Regions from separate parts of the Pan troglodytes genome. Here region 1 is linked to region 2. The links are chromatin contacts, called in public Hi-C maps. All regions are on one chromosome and are shown on one strand. The core of a region is the stretch at or near the end of the contact, and the rest is flanking DNA. Distances in the headings are between cores, read along the strand shown. Region 1 holds the start of NKX3-2 (NK3 homeobox 2). Region 2 overlaps LOC104005986 (a long non-coding RNA gene).

Region 1 (2,740 bases), core at 165-2,664, 300 kb before region 2:
CAGTGAAGTACGTTAATTGAGCAAATTTTATATTAAAAAAGGAATAACACATTTAAAAATGTTTTTATATACCCACAATATTTGTGTTTCTTAGCTTGGTTCCTACTATTACATAATACAATGCATTTCTTATTTTTTAAAGAGCAAAAAGTGTTGTCACTTCTGGATCACTTTATGGTAATTCCTAGGTATACTTCTAAGCAAACAAACATATCTATTTATAATTTTATTCAACTCACAAGTAAGAGATATTTTTAAAAAACAAATTGAAAGGTTTTTTTTCTTCCTGATGCAAAACTTAACAAACTCCAATTAAATTCAATATTGGTCTGCCAGGGAAACGACCATAAAATTTACATAAATTCTCCCAAAGATGCCTTTCAATTCTTCTCCTGACTTTAGTTCTAACTATACCATTTTTTTCTAATTCCTCTATAAAAATCGAATCAAATCAAAGACGACGAGGAAAGAAAAATATTTCTAGAGTGATCTTAATTAACTGATCATTTCAGCAAAGAGCATTAGCAATGAAGAAGCGGCGAAACTGTAGGGAGAAAAAAAAAGATGCATTTTGTTCTTCGTGTTTATAATCCTTCCTAGAGAACAGAAACTACGAGCATGATTTATGGAACTGCATTATCTTGGATTTTCTCCGCAGATTTGACTCAACTTAGTATCAGTGTTCTGTTAAAGCGCTGGAATAAGTGGATACATCTGCAGAGGTAAGAAACGTGGTTTGGGGCGGATGAGCCTCCTTGTTGCTGGAGGGTGCTTCGAGGACCAGGCTTAGGAGAGAAGGGGTTAAGTCAGACCCTGTCTTTAGCGGCGCAACGTGCCCAGTTTTGTCTGTTAAAGTCAACGTCGCCCAACTGGAGCCAGCCAATGGACGGCCGGGAGCGCCCGGGACAGCCCAGTGGAGGGGTGTGGCCTCAGGCTGTCACTCAGCAGTGAGGAATGACACCCGGGCGGGAGGGGGGTGGTACAGTGGAACGCAAGGGAAGGAAAGAGAAAAGAAACAGATAAAACCAGGGCAGGGGGTAAAAAGGTGCCCCGCGCCTCTCGGAATCCAGCGGCCGCGGCCGCGGCTGCCGCCGCCGCCGCCGGGGGTGGGCTCCGGAAGAGCCTGCCCAGCAGGGAAGGGGAGGACGGGCCAGGAGCGAAATCCTGCAGGCGAGGAAGGGACAGACGCGCAAAGAAAAAGTGACTCGGGCCGTGCGCCCCGGCGGCGCTCGGGAGGGGACTGCTGCCACGGAGGGGCCCCCGCCAATCCTCCTTCACGTCCCCCGAGGGGGCAGACCCCAGCCCGCCCCTAAGGGCGAGAAGCGATGAGATAATCCAGCTGAGCTGCGAAAGGAGAGCGTCTGGCTCTGGATTCGGGGGGAGGGGGTCTCCGGGCGGGGTGGGCCTCTAAGGTGGGGGCGAGGGTCGGCGCAGATCCTGGGACGGAGTGGGGCGGGGGCTGCTGGGCCGCGCAGCAGTGGGCGGCGGCGGCCTCGCACACCCAGCTCACTCGCGCTGCGGCCGCCGGCGCTCTCTGTCCCGCTCGGAGCTGCTCGGCGCCCCAGCTGCCCGCCCCGCCGGCCGCTCAGGCCCGCGGCGCAGATGGCTGTGCGCGGCGCCAACACCTTGACGCCCTTCTCCATCCAGGCGATCCTCAACAAGAAAGAGGAGCGCGGCGGGCTGGCCGCGCCAGAGGGGCGCCCGGCGCCCGGGGGCACAGCGGCATCGATGGCCGCGGCTCCCGCTGTCTGCTGTTGGCGGCTCTTTGGGGAGAGGGACGCGGGCGCGTTGGGGGGCGCCGAGGACTCTCTGCTGGCGTCTCCTGCCGGTACCAGAACAGCTGCGGGGCGGACTGCGGAGAGCCCAGAAGGCTGGGACTCGGACTCCGCGCTCAGCGAGGAGAACGAGAGCAGGCGGCGCTACGCGGACGCGCGGGGGGCCAGCGGGGCCGGCCTCGCGGGGGGATCCTTAAGCCTCGGCCAGCCGGTCTGTGAGCTGGCCGCTTCCAAAGACCTAGAGGAGGAAGCCGCGGGCCGGAGCGACAGCGAGATGTCCGCCAGCGTCTCAGGTCTGCTGCGGCTTCGCGGGGATGGGGGCCGGGCTGAGGGGATGGACGCGGAGGGCAACCACGCCGAGTGGGGTGGTCGGCTTGAGCACCCTGCGCCCTGGGGCTCGGAGGCTGGCCAAATCCCGAAGTTCTGCGCTCTGGCGCGAGCTGCTCTATCACTTCGGGAACTGAGCCCGCGAGAGACCGGAGTAGCTCCTCAGAGCCCTGCGTCCTGGGGTGAGGCCTGAGACATCCTGGGCCAATGTGCATTAGACTGGGTTGGGAGAACCGCTGCCCCTTGCGTTCGGGAGTCTTTGAGTTCGTCGCCAGTGCTTTCTGCCGTGTCTGTCCCCAAATCCCCAAAATCAGGGAAGCGGAAAAGTGAGGGGTTCAGAGACCTCAGGTAGCCAGTGACCTAGCTCTGGACCAGAGACCTGCCAGTTCAAGGTCCCAGGGCCGGGCCCCACAGTAGGTGGATAGGTGGTGAAGAACACCTCCGAGTGGGCCAGAGCTGAGAATCTGCAGAACTAGAGCTTTGGGGAAAGGGCTGGTTTGGCTTTCTCAGACCCCAGGTCTGGGAGAGCAGCCCTAGGCCGAGGATCCCGGATTGGGTCTTTAGTTCATCCTGGAGGCAGGAGAGAGGCCTCCTCAGCCGTGGCCTGTCCTGTCCTGTGGTCTGGAAGACCCGGGTGC
Region 2 (2,720 bases), core at 149-2,648:
GAATAGGACAATTGGGAAGAAGATCAGTATGGGACTAAACTACTTCATCAATGCTAAAATTCAACTAGATTTAATAGGCATACACGGAACACTGCCCAGAAAAAATCAGAATAAAATAAGTCTGAAGTATGGAATCCCGTATGAAAAGTGTAATGAGTTGGGACTGAGAATAATTAGAGAGTAGAAAATAGGAAGCCAAGATGGGTTTAAGCAAAAGGAATTTGTAAAAGGCAAAGTGGTTCACATGTTTGTGTCTTCAGATCTTGAAGACATCCAGCTGAGTTTTCTGACACGATTTTCTTTCATCAGGATACACCCCCTACCCCCACTTAATCACCCAAGTCGTAACCTCTCCTTCCCCTTTACAGATAAACCCTGGTGTCTAACACATTCTACTTTCATCTCTACCCTCATCAAGAGGTAAGCTTGCAAAAGTGTTGAGACTTTGAAAGACTGAAGATAAATAGCTCAGAGATATCAAATTTGGAAGTATTTAAGAGATTACTAGCCAGTTCTAAGAGGACGGCACCTAAACTGGCAGTCCAGAAACTGCCAGTGTGTTCTAAATACCCTGACTTGCATTTAAAGCATAGGTTTGTTTTCCATTGCAATATAGAGATTCAGCACTATCCATGCCTATGGGTGCCTCACAATTTTTGTACAATGGTTAAATGCTAAGTTTTCCCTGTAGAACCACATGTGTATAGGGAATTAATTCTGCCACTTAACATATGTGTAGTATTGCACAGCTTAATCTCTTTAAGCCTTAGAATCTTTATTTGTAATAATAATAATGTCTATCTCATTGTGATGTTGTGAGAATTAAATGAAATAATATTGTAAACTATTTAGCTGAGTGTCTTTTGTGTAAGGAGTTAATATCCTTACCCAGATTAAATGTTCTTCAAAGGAACTCAGCCTCATTAGACTGGGATTTAGATCTCTGTCCAGGAGAAATCATTCTTTTAATTTAGGCAAATTTTTTTCTGGAGCCTTATTGCAACTGGTCAAGCTATATTAGAAATGAAGACCTATTGTACTAACCGCTCCCCAAGGACTCATTCCTCCCTGCTAATGTAGCCCAGGGAGCAGAGGCATGAAATAGTTAAATAGGAAAAATTCTGACTTGCTCCACACAAGGCAAATGCTTATTAACATTATACAGGAAATATCAAGTCACCCTGCTTCCAGCCAATGGAGCAAATCCATTTGTATGTTAGACCTCCCTCAGTTGACCATTTTACAAAAAGTTGTCAAATATAAAACTAGCCTTTTATTACCACAGCAAAAAAGCTTAGAGAAAAGCACAAGCTGAAGCTGAAAATATGACCTTGACTCAGGAAAGGAAGTGGCAGATCGCGAGAGAAGAGAACAATGTGAGGCCCTAAGAGGATTAACATAGCCTGGAGGAAGACAAAAAATCCAGAGTGGACCAGAGCTGGGAGTCTTTTTTACTCTGTCCAGCTAGAAACTTTCTAACATTTCTTAGCAAGGAAGAACTAAAATTGATTGTTTTTTTAATGGATACAAGCTTAGATTGTCAATGGAGAGAATTGTAGCTAGTTTTCAACGTAAAGCATGGAAGTCAATCTTTTAAAATTAACTGTTATTATAAAATCCTGAGTTTAAGACCCCTCCAGGCATTGCTCTTTAGAGACACCTGAGCTGCTTGAACAGAACTGTCTATTTCAGTTAAGATTCTGGTGCCAGAGTGAGGAAAACCATGTGGGGAGCAGTTTTCAGAGTACTTCTTTAGCCAGTTTACTTCTGCTTAATGACAACAGAGGACTTATTCTCTTGTACACCCTCTGTGTCCTCCACTGTAATGAGAAACCCAGACAAATAACTTCTTAAGGTACCTCAGGTTCTAGAAGCCTCCGATACTGCCATAACATTGACATAAAACTTTTAATCCCCACCTGGTAGTGAATCTAAGTAGCAAAAAAAAAAAAAAAAAAAAAAAAAAAAAAGCAATGTGAAGTGAGTTCTTCCATCCTGGGGGAAGGAAACTCAAACAATTTCCTAGTGACCTCATACAGCTTGGGCACAGAAAGGAGTAAGGAATAAAAGGTGATAGAAATAAGATTTACATTGATATATTAGGTGAGGGTTACTGGCCGTGGTCTGCCTTTTCAGTGGAGTTAGAAGCTGCTACAGGATATTTTACCAGTTACAACCTATGTATGTGAGAAGGAGCCTCCTATTGGGAACTTTTCCAAGGTCTAATAAAGCTGTGCTTTGCTCTTTCTGACCTTGGCCCAGCGACAGGTAAGTCCCACAACTTCTACCACCTTATAAACACTGAGATGGGCCATGAGAAAGGAATATAGAGGCTCTATTTAGAGGATTAGGTCAACAAGCAGGCAGAAAAATGTCAAAACCACTAATCTAATTTACTGATGCTCTTAATGGGAGAATATAGGAAAATTTTTTGCCATGTACTACAAATATGCCTTCAGCATCTTCATCCAGAGAACCCCAAAGTTAAGGAATTGCACAAAGAACAAGTAGTGTTACTGACCCAGGCAGAGAGTGGAAATGAAGGGAAGAACTCAGAGGTGAGCTTGGGTAACAGGCTTCTCTCCTTTCCTTTCCTTTCTTTTCCCTTCCCTTCCCTTCCCTTCCCTTCCCTTCCCTTCCCTTCCCTTCCCTTCCCTTCAATTCCCTTCCCTTCCCTCCCCTCCCCTCCCCTCCCTTCCCATTTTCTTTTCTGTCTTCCT

Evidence for each region. Hi-C and Micro-C count contacts between places; a contact is called where the count stands out from the background.
Region 1: a contact with region 2 is called in a Hi-C map of stem cell-derived neural progenitor cells, with 1.9 times the contacts expected there. The contact joins the promoter of NKX3-2 here to the enhancer-like site in region 2. A contact is called at or near these places in 2 of 7 Hi-C or Micro-C datasets (induced pluripotent stem cells and stem cell-derived neural progenitor cells) and 1 of 1 datasets of contacts at active chromatin or transcription factors (stem cell-derived excitatory neurons).

Annotation. Positions count from the first base shown.
Region 1 is chr3:14,015,540-14,018,279 of NHGRI_mPanTro3-v2.0_pri, reverse strand. NKX3-2 (NK3 homeobox 2) reads left to right here and starts at 1,414. Exons shown (of 2, transcript XM_003954369.5): 1 at 1,414-2,068. The coding sequence starts at 1,603.
Region 2 is chr3:13,714,914-13,717,633 of NHGRI_mPanTro3-v2.0_pri, reverse strand. LOC104005986 (a long non-coding RNA gene) reads left to right here. Exons shown (of 7, transcript XR_008547441.2): 2 at 369-420. Among named protein-coding and RNA genes, the nearest start is that of RAB28, 240 kb to the left of the region's middle. Within about 2 kb of position 1,398, at least 2 of the 24 cell types and tissues checked have an H3K27ac peak or open chromatin away from gene starts, as enhancers often do. A contact at or near this core is called in stem cell-derived neural progenitor cells, where this site is marked.